Linked DNA regions of Mus musculus: region 2 is linked to region 1. A link is a contact called in public HiChIP or PLAC-seq data. All regions are on one chromosome and are shown on one strand. The core of a region is the stretch at or near the end of the contact, and the rest is flanking DNA. Distances in the headings are between cores, read along the strand shown.

Evidence for each region. HiChIP or PLAC-seq counts read pairs in DNA pulled down with a chosen protein or histone mark.
Region 2: an H3K4me3 HiChIP or PLAC-seq map of pro-B cells shows a contact between it and region 1, with 3 times the contacts expected there. The contact joins the promoter of Arl5b here to the enhancer-like site in region 1. A contact is called at or near these places in 3 of 39 promoter capture datasets (the C10 cell line, hippocampal neurons and pre-B cells), 1 of 484 Hi-C or Micro-C datasets (CD8 T cells) and 4 of 115 datasets of contacts at active chromatin or transcription factors (astrocytes, large pre-B cells, memory CD8 T cells and 1 more).

What each region holds. Positions count from the first base shown.
Region 1 is chr2:14,129,041-14,135,141 of GRCm38.p6, forward strand. It overlaps Stam (signal transducing adaptor molecule (SH3 domain and ITAM motif) 1), which reads left to right. Exons shown (of 14, transcript NM_011484.3): 7 at 1-131; 8 at 1,984-2,078; 9 at 5,313-5,401. Among named protein-coding and RNA genes, the nearest start is that of Tmem236, 42 kb to the right of the region's middle. Within about 2 kb of position 1,826, at least 99 of the 459 cell types and tissues checked have an H3K27ac peak or open chromatin away from gene starts, as enhancers often do. A contact at or near this core is called in CD8 T cells, memory CD8 T cells and pro-B cells, where this site is marked.
Region 2 is chr2:15,052,602-15,058,779 of GRCm38.p6, forward strand. Arl5b (ADP-ribosylation factor-like 5B) reads left to right here and starts at 2,719. Exons shown (of 6, transcript NM_029466.5): 1 at 2,719-2,973. The coding sequence starts at 2,928. It also overlaps a transcript of Nsun6 not described here.

The DNA of each region.
Region 1 (6,101 bases), core at 576-3,075:
AGCACATCTAACCTCCTCACTAACCACCAGCACGAAGGCAGGAAAGTCCGCGCCGTGTACGATTTTGAAGCCGCTGAGGATAATGAGCTTACCTTTAAAGCTGGAGAAATCATTACAGTCCTTGATGACAGGTAACAGTTAGTTACACATTGAACACTCTCGTAAAAGTATATCCCTAATAACCTTGCTTTAATATCTTACTGAATGTCATTCCCAAACATAGTCAAAATATTGACAACATGTTTTAGATGATGGTTAACTTGCTGCCTCAAACTATACAGACTCATTTTGTAGTATAATTTCCCCCTAATTTATGTTACTTAAATAATTTTTATTTGTTTTAGAAACCTGTTTTGTTTTGCTCCATCCAATAATTTAAATTGTTAAATTGTTTAAAAGATTAAAGTTTTAGAAGATATGGTGGGTTTATTTGAAGAAGTTCATGATCTCTTGATAGTATCCATACAGAACCATATATCCATATAAAACATAATAATTTTTTGCTTATGGTATCATGGGAGAACTACGCAATATCAGTGTTTTTAGAGTTTACCCACATGATTTTGTATGTAAAGTGAATCATAAAGCATTAGAATTTGTAACTGCTTTTTAAAAATGAATTTGGATTGATAAAGGTTATTTTTATAAAAGACTTTAAATTTTATTGCTGTAGTCTTTTTAAATAGCCCAAATTTACTTATCCACATTCTGAGATTGAAAACTCCAAGCTCTGGCAGATTTGGAAAATGGTGAGGGCTCTTTCTGGTTGAGACACAGCTGTGTTCTTACCATGCTTTCACATGTAGCAGCAGGAGCAAAGAAGAGATCAGGACTCTTATAAGGTCACCAGTTCCATTGAAGAAAGTTCTGCCTTCATGAATTAGTCACCTTCCAAACTCCCCCTTCTGACACTGACAAGATTTCAGCACGTGGATTTTAGGAAGATAGACATTCAGACCATTAATATTTTCATAAAGCAGACAAACTGATGTAAAACTTGGGCTCGTTAGCTAGCATTGCAATGTGGTCATTAATTCTTTGGAAAAGTGTTGATTAAACACTTGCTGACTTTTTCCACGGAAGGCACGGGGACAGTTTTGTTTCAAGTTATATGCTATGGGTAGCGTGAGAGATCTCTTACATAGAAGCCCAGGTGACTCCTGACACTCAAGGCAGTACGCCTAAGGGCCTCTTTTGGGGAAAAGAGTCCATAGTTTTTGTTTGTTCTGTTTTTTGTGGTTTTGAAGTTGAGAATGATGCAAGCTTTGTTTACTTTTGAAAGATAATGCATCAGATCTGCACTTCTTCTAACATTCTGAAGGAAATAAACAATATTAAACATTTCTCATTGAAAATAAATAATACCCTGTTTGATTTGCTCTGATAACCAGTGTCAAAGCTGGAAAGGAGAAGTGTATAAGGCCCATGGCATTAACGGCTGAAATAGAGTATTTGATTCTGAGAAAATAAAACCCATGGCAGGGAAACTGCCTACAGTCAGGAGCTCAGTAGGGATTGGCATATGAAGGTTTACATATAAACATTACACGTGTGATTTGACAAACTGAAACATTTTTTAGGTTCTTATTTATGAGAACAGCAACAAAAGACAGACAACTAAAATCCACATTCGAAACTCTGCTGTATTGTTAGGAATCCATGCGAGACCATAATAGTACCAGGAAAGCATGGCGGATTATAATCGTTACACTGTTCCTAGCTTTTTATTGCTTCTCCGAAGATTTACTGACCTTGTGAGGGAAAGAACTGCAGCTATAAAAGCTTCTGTGGGTGAGGCTCACTTCCTGTTTGCCTTAGAACCTCACTAACGGATGGTGGGTGCCGCAGGAGCTCCTCACTCGCTGTTTGCGAGAAGAGACTGCTCTCTCCTTTACTGGATTGCGGTGATAGTGCAGGATAAATGCTAGGACTACAGAATAAGCCCTTCTTAATGATGAAACACTCTTTTCCTGTTTGTCACAGTGATCCCAACTGGTGGAAAGGTGAAACCCATCAAGGCGTGGGGCTTTTTCCTTCTAATTTTGTAACTGCAGATCTTACTGCTGAACCAGAAATGAGTAAGTACTTTTCAGTCTGTTGGTAGATGGTAGATTATCCATAATCTTGATGAAAGTTGAGTAAGCTCAACTTTATAGGGAAATGACTTAAGTGTTTTGCCTCTAGGTTTTTTTAACAATGAAATTCCAAGGTGCACATTATGGTGCGTGCTTGTAATCCCAACACTCCTGCAGTTCCAGGATATGAAGGAGTGGTGCTACACAGCCAAGTGATGGCTACTCAGAGCTACGCAATCACACTTTGTTTCTAAAAGTCAAATAAAGATCCTTACTAGAAATAATCTACGTCTGCCAGAATTTGTTCTCTCTCCTTCTGAATAGGTGCCATAAAAGGCACAAATACACGAAGCAGTCTTGTACTGTGAATTCTTTTCTCATCCCCGAGAAAGCGTGGCAAATGCAGTGCAGCATTACAGACTCTGTTTCCTGAGTGTTTCTGCTGTCCAGTCTTAGACTTTTCAGTACAGCCCGTAAACCACTTTATGGCCACACTCTGTCAGATTTGCAGAAACTAGGTAAAATCTTATATAATCAGTCACATAAAGACTTTTGTGTTTGATTTCAAACCTTGCTAAATTGAAAACAAAACAAATGTGATCGTAGAGAAGTAGTACTGGCAGCTGTAATGTAAGTAGGAGATAACATTGCCAGGGCCCTTTAATAGTGCTGTGTCCTGTCTCTAGAGTCTGTACATAGTTGTGCTGTGATAAATCTTCATATTAAGAATCATTTGACAAACGGGAAGTGTGGAAAGACTTCGGTTAGTGACTGAAAGGTTCAGGATCTTAAAAGAACTTTTATATATAAATTCCTAATCTGTGCTCATCTGCCAGGATCTCTCACTTTTTCTTTCTGTAAAATAGGTAGAAAGATTCAAAATTAGTTAAATGCCACAAGGTCTGTTATTCCTCTTTAGTTGACAAAAAATTTAAGGAAGAATCTTTGTTGTAGCTGTTTTGCACCTGGTACTGAATCTTAACCACAATATATACTGTATACATCTTCTTAGAATATATGGCGTGGACATGCATGTTAACAGTGAAGAAGAGCCTTTACTAGCAAGTCTGAAATTGTGGACCTTTAAAATGGTCCTTTCTCATTGCTACCAAGTTGTCCTATTTCACTTTTGTAGAGGTAGATCCTGATACCCATCTTTTTCTCTGTGTAGCCTTTGCTGTCCTGTAACTCACTCTGTAGACCAGGCTGACCTCTAACTCAGAAATCCGCCTGCCTCTGCCTCCTAAGTGCTGGGATTTTAAAGGTGTGTGTCACCACTGTCTGGCTAAGAATTTTGATACCCATCTTTTTAATTCAGTTCTCCATTGGTAAAACTAAAAAGTCATTGAAACTAAAAATTGCATAAACTTGGAGACTGGAGAGTTGCATCTGTGGGTAAGAACATATGCTGTTCTTCCAGACGACCCAAGTTTGTTTCCCATGCCCACATTGAATGGTTAATGGCTACCTGTAAGTCTGGGGATCTATTGCCTTTGCCCTTCTAGGGTCCCTGTAAGTGCATGCACATACACTGACACACACACGGACATGTATGCACACACACTGACACACACCGACATGTATGCATAGTCTTTTAAAAATAGATTTAAAAGCCTATATAGACATATTTGAATTACCATGCGTAATGTGTCATGTTTTTTAATAATCTGGTCTGCTAGAGGTTTTTTTCTTTTTGTATTTTGGGCTCTTTTCAGTGTCAGCTGTTGGCAAGCTTAGAACTTCTTTGGGCTTCTTTTCAAGATGAGAGCCAAGATCATATGTCTGATATGTAGCTATTTAAGTCTTTCTCTTTCATCCAACTCTGCTGCTTTACTATAAGTCTTGTGATTTTTATATGTTTCACTCTGGACACTGTACAAGAAACAGGAAGATCAGAACTTATATAATCAGTCCTCATCCTCAGCTTTGGAGAATGTGCTAGCAGAATGTGTGTAGCATCACTCTTTTACAGGAAACAGAAGCCAGTCTTACTTGACCTGTCACATGCACACATATGCCTCACTTATGTGATTTTAGAGACAGATATTGAGAAAATATGCCACTATATATGTGTGAATAGTACATCATACACATTTAGTATCAGTTCCTATGAGAAAGGGGGCTGCAAACTTGTGTCTTATAAGTTCTGTGAAGTCTGCCATGTGTTTTCTTTTGGGTAATAGCAGTGAATGCAGAGATGTCCCAGTTTTCTACTTGTTAATAGTGCAGGATGGCAAGCAGAATGTCTGTCGCAGATGTCTGCTTTTCCCCATGGGGAAATGAATCAGCCAAACCTTTATTTTATTTTATGTATTTATTTTTTGGTCTGTAGAATTTTACTTTACGGTGACTTGAATGTAATGAATGTGTTCCTTACCTTTGCAGTTAACGAGACAGTAGCCACAAGCCAGATTCCAGTAGTAGGGCTAAAAGACAAGAGCAGTTGACTTTCAGATCCAGCCACTCCAATTGTTAGCTTTCTTTTGTGCAAGAGATTTTAATCTTTCTAACTACTTTCTTAAAATAGGCATACTTTTTAGGATTGTTTTGGAAATTCATCAAGCAAATTTACTATTTCATCGAGAACATTAAGGTGTGTAATGAATATTATTTCTGTCCATAGTTCTCCTACTGTGACATCTCCATTTTCATCTTTATTCCTAATTTTTATGTATAATTGATACAAGAACCAAAAATCCAAACAAGATAATCCTTCTCGAGAACTTGTCTGTGTTTTTTGTGTTACTTGGAGGTTGCCATAGGAAACAGCCTTACATTTTTAGTTAACATTAAGTGGTCTTCAAAGATTGGTGAGCAAGAAAAATATGTGCATATGGCCAGTTCGCTGAACCTCACTGTAATGTTTCACCTGTACGTAAATGAACCTAGAGAGTCAAGCTCATGTGCTGGCCAGTGCAGGTTTCTGCTGAGGTCATTTAGAAACAGTTGCTTTAAATTATAGAACTTACTTATATATGCCAGTATTAAACTTTTAATTCTGAAGTAGGTGATTTTTAATTTCAGAAACATAACTTAGTTTTAGTAAGATCTCTTATAGAAAACAGAGTTTTGCAAGAGAGAATTATTCAGCTTTATCAAGTACTGTTCGCTGTTGTCTATGCTGTCTGCAGCTCAGTTATTCCTTATATAGAGTCTCTAAAGTCCATATTCTCTATTAAGGACTTAAACTTTTAGATCTATATTGACGAAAATTTAATTTTTATGTATTTTTTTCAGTTAAAACAGAGAAGAAGACGGTACAGTTCAATGATGATGTTCAGATAGAGACAATAGAACCAGAACCAGAACCAGCCTTTATTGATGAGGTGAGTGATTTCCTTAATAGTAACGGGAACTTTGTATGGAAGCCGGATTGCTTGTTTTCTTGTTCTGAGAATGTTGGCAATATAGACAAAGCATATATCTTTGTTACAGCTTCTCTGACTTCGTTTCTACCTTACTTAAACTTACTTAATTTTTATTCTGGTAACAGTTGAGGATATAGCTCAGTAGTTGAATATTTGTGTAGCATGTGTCAGACTCTGAACTGATCTCTAGTGCTATACAGAGAGGAACAAGTGATAATAAGAATGAATATGAATTCCTGTCTAGTATGTTATAGATTGGATTTATATTGCTCCATTTAAGTATTAGGCACCTAGGCAGTTTCTAATTTTAATTGCTATCATAAAGAGTTTTATAATGAGGATTTTTGTTTGTTTTCTTTTTAACGTTTAGTTTAATTTTCTTAGCTTAGATATCCAGGAATGGAACTTCCAAATTAAAGGATCTAGGTGTTTTTCATGTTAATAACTACTGTGAAATTGTTGAGCAGATGGGAGATTTTATAGTTTTATTGGTGCTCTGTGAAAATGCATGTTTTTCCATGTACTCAATAGCTATTAAATTATATTCACACCTATTAATAGTGTTGTTTTGAATAGCAGTATCAATATTGTATTGAATTGGTAAAACAAAATATTAATCCACTAAAATTTACTTTACAGTAAAGTATTAAATGATGGA
Region 2 (6,178 bases), core at 1,469-3,968, 920 kb after region 1:
TTCACTACGTGTTAAGATATGTTTATACCCATGTTGGAGGAATGGTTGTCAAGAGTCTTCACTCTGCAAGGAAGAACTAAGTGACCCAAATTCAAACAGATCAGGAGTTAACTCGTCTATGTAAGGGAGGAGTGCAGATTTCCGGGTTTTTAATGGGAGGTTATATAAATGTGTAATAGGCCTCGCCCTAAGTACAAGATTGTAACAAAAGGCAGGGTACATTGTTTATAAAGAGGAGAGGACCATGAGCATCGCACAAAATGGGTCAGCTTCAAAACCATCCTACAAAGGGTATTTTACAAACCACTGTGCCTTTCCTGGATCCAGGAAGACAGTAAGCATGTCTCCAAATGATAAGCACAAGGTGACAGCTTCCAAGCACCTGTTGGGAGACTCACTGGAGAAAACTCTGGGGAGGCTTGCTATGGTGATCCCAGAAGTACAGAGGAGAGAAAAAAGCCACACTGCTCACATATGAGCAGAGTCATAAACTTAAAGATATTTTGGTCTAGCAAAAATTATGAAGCTCAAGGTATTGTGTAACCTCTGTGAATTTTAAAACAACTTCATCAGAAATTTATCAATACATTCTTTTCTACTTTCAAGAATGATATTAAATTGTTTTCAACAATTAATCATCTACAGCATCTAAAAGTGTCTAATAGGATATTCCTGAATGAAATTATATTGATTTCTTCGACCATATGGCAGAAAAGAACTTCCGTATGGGCACTCAATCAACCCTGGTTCATCTGGAAATCAGCAAACTGGATTAAAATTGTAATTGACATGAAAATGTTTGATGTTTTTGAAGAGTGGCTTTTTTTCCTGAGCTGGCAGAACACACAGTTTCTTGAACTCTCTTTTTTTCAAGGCCTGTACAAACTGATCTAACTTAACTGATTAATAAGTTGAACTCAATGCCAAATATATCAAGTTTTTCCAAGTATCACCTGGTCAGTTTACATTGGTTCCTCCTAATCTATATAATTTTCCTTTTTTTAGGCCTTGTAAGTTAACATTTTACTTCCTTGAAACTTCAGTTTATTTTATACTAATTTAGTACTTATATTTTGTTGGAGACATTTTAATGGGATTCTACTTCACTGAAAGTTGTCATTTCATAATATTTTCACGAAGTTATTCTTATCTCATGAACTCAAACTATATTCATTTTCAAGTGGCACCATGATACACATCAATATTACCTCTTGTATACCAAAGGCAACACTGAAATTAGTCTCAACAAAACCTTAAAGGGATATTTAAAGAAAAAGTATTTAGTTTTTGAGCTACATTTAAGACGCTTATGCTCAGATTTTTCTATTTTCATTACATTTCTGACAAGCATTACATATATATGTATATATAATGTATTATATATATACATACATATATAGTCAATACACATGTACAGTATAAACAAGTTCCATTTTTTCCTAACATCAGTACATGCATCAGCATTTATTAGTTTAGGCAATATTCAACTGTATTTGTGAGCATCTATCATTTGTTTCAGTCAGAGTAAGTTTCTTTTCCTTCAGGTTAGCAAAACTTTCAAATTTCTAAATTCTAACCTGAAAAGGGCGTTAGAGAATCTTAAGTCGGCTTTTTAATAATGAGGCCAAAAGTAGAAATGATAAGTTTGCGCAACCACAAACTCATTCAAATTTGTAGTCCAACGGATGATCATTAAAGCTATGTTTGAACAGGATCAGTACAACTTTTCCTCTGTAGGAGAGGCTGGAGCTATGGTTTAGTATCAAGAAGTTGTTGTGATCTTGTACCCGAGTTTTCAAGTCTTCACTGTCCTTTGAAGTGTAGCACTAGCAGGGCATCTTTTTTTTGTTTGTTTTGTTTTTCGAGACAGGGTTTCTCTGTGTAGCCCTGGCTGTCCTGGAACTCACTCTGTAGAACAGGCTGGCCTTGAATTCAAGAAATCCGCGTGCTTCTGCCTCCCGAGTGCTGGGATTAAAGGTGTGCGCCACCACGCCCGGCCACTAGCAGGGCATCTTAAGCTATACTCATTTGTTTTATTTGGAATAGGTCATGGGACAGTTTACCTTGTTACAAGGTCAGGCTGGCAGGCTTCTTCTCTGGTTATGTGGGGCCCGCCAGGTGGCCTCAAGGACTAGTCTGGCCTATGAAGTTTCCAGTTTCAACTGGTAAGGATTTTGAGATTAACTACCACACCTAACGCTTGGCCAAACTGATGGCACTTTGATTTTAGAAACTTAACTGGACCCTGGCTACAGGCATTCCAGCACGCACGTCCCTATCAATTCCATTCAGAATTAAGAATCACGCTAGAATCCCAACACTGGGACAGGAACGGAAACCCACTCCTCCGCTTCAGTCAGAGGACCGCGCCAGCTGAGGTTCCTCAGGCGGTCAGCAGCGAGGGACGCGGTGGCCAGGCCTCGGGGATGACCGCTGCTCTGGACCTCAGTCCGCGTTTCTTCAGAGTGGCAGGAGAGGGAGCGCGCGCCGAGGAAATCCCCAGATCGGCCACACCCCGCCTCCGCAGACGCCAAGCCCGCCCACCATCCGCACACCGGAAGTGTACAGGGAGGACCCGCCACGTCCCAGGCGCCCGCTGACGTCAGCGCGCCGACGTCACGTGCCGACCTTCCGGCGATGGGTGGTCCCGGGCGTAGGTGGGGAGGCGGGGCGGGGGCGGGGCTCGTGGCCAGCCCAGGCTGTGCAGGGTAGGTGGGCGCAGACCGAGCGACTACGGGTCGGGGCTGGGCTCAGCGCGCTGCGAACAAAGGAGTCTGCGGCGGTTCCCGGCTCCGCGGAGGACCAAAGCTTCGCTGGACTCTTGAGGCTCCGCGGCTCCGGATCGGCTTCCCCTCGGTTCCACCGCGGGCGCCGCGGCACCTGCCGCCGAGTGCTGCCCAGGAAGTCTGTCCCGTCCGGGGCTCATGATGGGGCTGATCTTCGCTAAACTGTGGAGCCTTTTTTGTAACCAAGGTGAGGCCGGCGGGAGGGTGGACGCGGCGCTGGCAAGTCCAGATTGAGATCTGGATAGGGTTCGGGGTAGAACTCGGATCTGGGGACCCGGAGCCCGGGCAGGGGACGCACCCGATGGCCAGGAATCCCACGCGTGTGCAGCTTTTAGCCAACCAAGGTGAAAACATATTCCTGCAATCTGTTTGCGGGCCTTTCCGGTCTCAGCGAACCATCTTTTAGGTCTGATTAGCCCCAAGAAAGTGTCTCCCCGAGAACCCAAAACTTTCCGTTTGTTTAACACGAAACAGGAGTTTTGCACTGTTTACCTTCCTCTTGTCTATGCCAATGCACCTTCACGTTGTCTGACTTGGCTCTGATTTCTGTTCGTCAAGACTTAGAATGAGTGAGTATTCAGGTGCACGGGTTTCTGAAATTTTTACACATACACACAGCTTCCCCTCCTCCCCGTAGGCGTGAAAAAAAAAATCTAAATGCTCTCGGTTATGTGTAAGATGTTACGTGGCCGTAATTATTCTAGAACAGGTCATGAATTACCTAGAAGTTGTAAAACCTGTTCCGAGGCAGAATAAGCAATGCTGTCTTGAGAAGAGTCACTACTAGACAGAAAGGGGTCCAATGATAAAGTCTTCGTCTTTCTTGTAACAGAATGGTTTCTGAGTATTAAGACCAAATTTTGTTCCCATTTGTTTCATTTTGTAGGGCATGATTTATAAACTACTTTTGTTTTTATGAAGGTACCAAGTCTTTGCCATTATTAAGGTCCTTTGTTTTGTGGATTTAAACCGTGAAATCATTTTGAATGGCATTAATTCACTTGTTCTGAACGCTGATTTTTAAAAAGCCCCTTTCAAGCTTATGAATACATGCAAGCACACTGGCACATGTGTGTGTATGCAAGTACCACAGATAAATACTCCCTTTTAAGTGACTTTGGAGTGTCCAAACTGAAGCTCCCGGCGATGTTTCTCAGTAATGTCATGCACTATTTTTCAGCAACTTAACATTTTCTAATGATTGTAAAAGTACTATGTCAAGAACAATTTCAACATATAATTAAATATATATTGATTACACAATTAAATTTGTGTAAATAAAAATGAATTACGCAATATTACCTTTTATCAACCCCCCCCCCCCCACACACACACCTTAGCAATAAAAATGATCAGAGTGTTGGTTCTCCCTTTATAGTAGGTTATTGCTGCTATCCCTGTTCATTAGAGGATTCCGTATTCAGACTGGAATGGGGCTGGGGAGATGAAAAGGGCAGTCATTGAAGATGATGGAAGCCTTCATGTGCCCTGTGCCTGCCTTTACATAATTGTTTGGTTTTTCTAGAGCCATCTTAGAATTTCTTTATCTTTCCTGCTGAAATGTAGAGACAGGTGCTTGTATCACTGTGTTCTCTGTGCTCATGATTAATTTCTTCTAGTGGGAAAACCAGTCCTTCAGATTAGACCCAGTTAGCTACAGAGATCCAGAACAGAATCTGTGCTCATAGAACACTCAAGAGTTAGTGTAGGAAATTGTTTGCCGAAATGTGCAGACATTTGTAAGTGTGGACTGATGGTGCCAGGGAGTGATCCTTCTCAGGTGGTTTGCAGAAGCCTTTCAGGGTAAGGTGTACACAGACTCAATGAGGAATAGGAGTTTGGGTTGAATGTAGACAGAGTAGAATCCGGCATATTGGTGTAGGCAGATGAACTGCTGCTTGAAAAGAGGTACGTTGGATACACTTAAAGAAATTGAACATGGTTTAATTACTGTTTGTTTGATGAGATTGCAGAAGTAACCAGGAAATTAGATCACCAAGGGTCTTTCTTACATGCTGACCAAGGCAGTAAGCAGTAGGGACCCATGAAGGGTTTGGTCATTAGGTATTTTCCTGATGGGGAATAATGAGATCGGACTCATACAATAGTCTGGAATTTTTGTTTTCTGTAGCAACAAATTAAGTACCAGTGTTGGCATCTTTCTCACCATTGCTCATTTCAGTTATTCAATGGTGCCCAGGTAGAGTTAGCATTGGAATAATATGTCCAAGTCTTCACTCTACCTGTTAAGTGAGAGTGAGGTGGTCTGGAAGCCAGTGGGGTGATGGTTGTCAGAGAACTGACAGCAACCTACAGGCTCTTTCCCTTATCTGTCATTCAGTATGTCCTCACTCTTGCCTCAGTTTTTTAAAGAGCTCTAAGCATCCTTTTATGTGTGATATCTTCCTGGGGATAAGTTACAAAGCTCTGCATTGTCTAATGGAACTTTGTAGTCTTTCATTTTGTAATAGAAGGCTGATAAATTATCACAGGTGGAGCTAACCTATGGTTGTCCGTGTGTTCTTTTTTTTGTTTTTGTTCTTGTTGTTTTTTTTTGTTTTTGTTTTCTCGAAACAGGGTTTCTCTGTGTAGCCCTGGCTGTCCTGGAACTCACTCTGTAGACCAGGCTGGCCTCGAAGTCAGAAATCCACCTGCCTCTGCCTCCTGAGTGCTGGGACTAAAGTCATGCGCCACCAATGCCCGGCACCATGTGTTCTTATAGAATACTTGCTTGCCTATATGGGGACTGCGTGTTTTGGCTCTCCTCTTAACGCTTCCAAGATTTCTTATTTTTTCCTTTTTTTTTTTAAACTTGATTTTTAAAAGTTCTCTACCTTGCATTGGCCTGGTCTTTATCTCTCTTTGTTGTGACTGTATACACTATCGGTCAGCTTTTCTCTTCGACAGAAGGACAGATGACATAAAGCTTTAATTGTAGTTCATTTTCACAACCAAAAATCAGCAACTTATTTATTCTGGCACCTAAATCATTTCTTCCTCACAGCAGATTTTTTGTTGTCCCCTGGGGCCCTCTCAGCTGTTGATGAGTATAACTTTGCCTGCTGGCTGTTGTCTTAATCGTTTCCTTTGGACTAATTCTGCTCTTAATTCAAGGCTTTTGCTGATTTCCTAGGCATCCAACAAAACCTGTGCCCTGTCCCCTAGAGTGTGTTTGTTCCCTACTTTTGAAAAGTCCGTCCTTGATTTCCTTCAGATTTCCGATCCAGACTCACTAGGTAGAGTCGTTTTTTCCATAGATGCCCAGGAGCAGCTTTTGCCCTAGTACCAACTCTCTGTGTAATTGCTGGTATCTGGGTAATGCTTATCTCTGTTTATAGTTGTATTGTAAATTTCTTGGTCATTTGACTCACTCAGTAGAAATAATCTCCTTG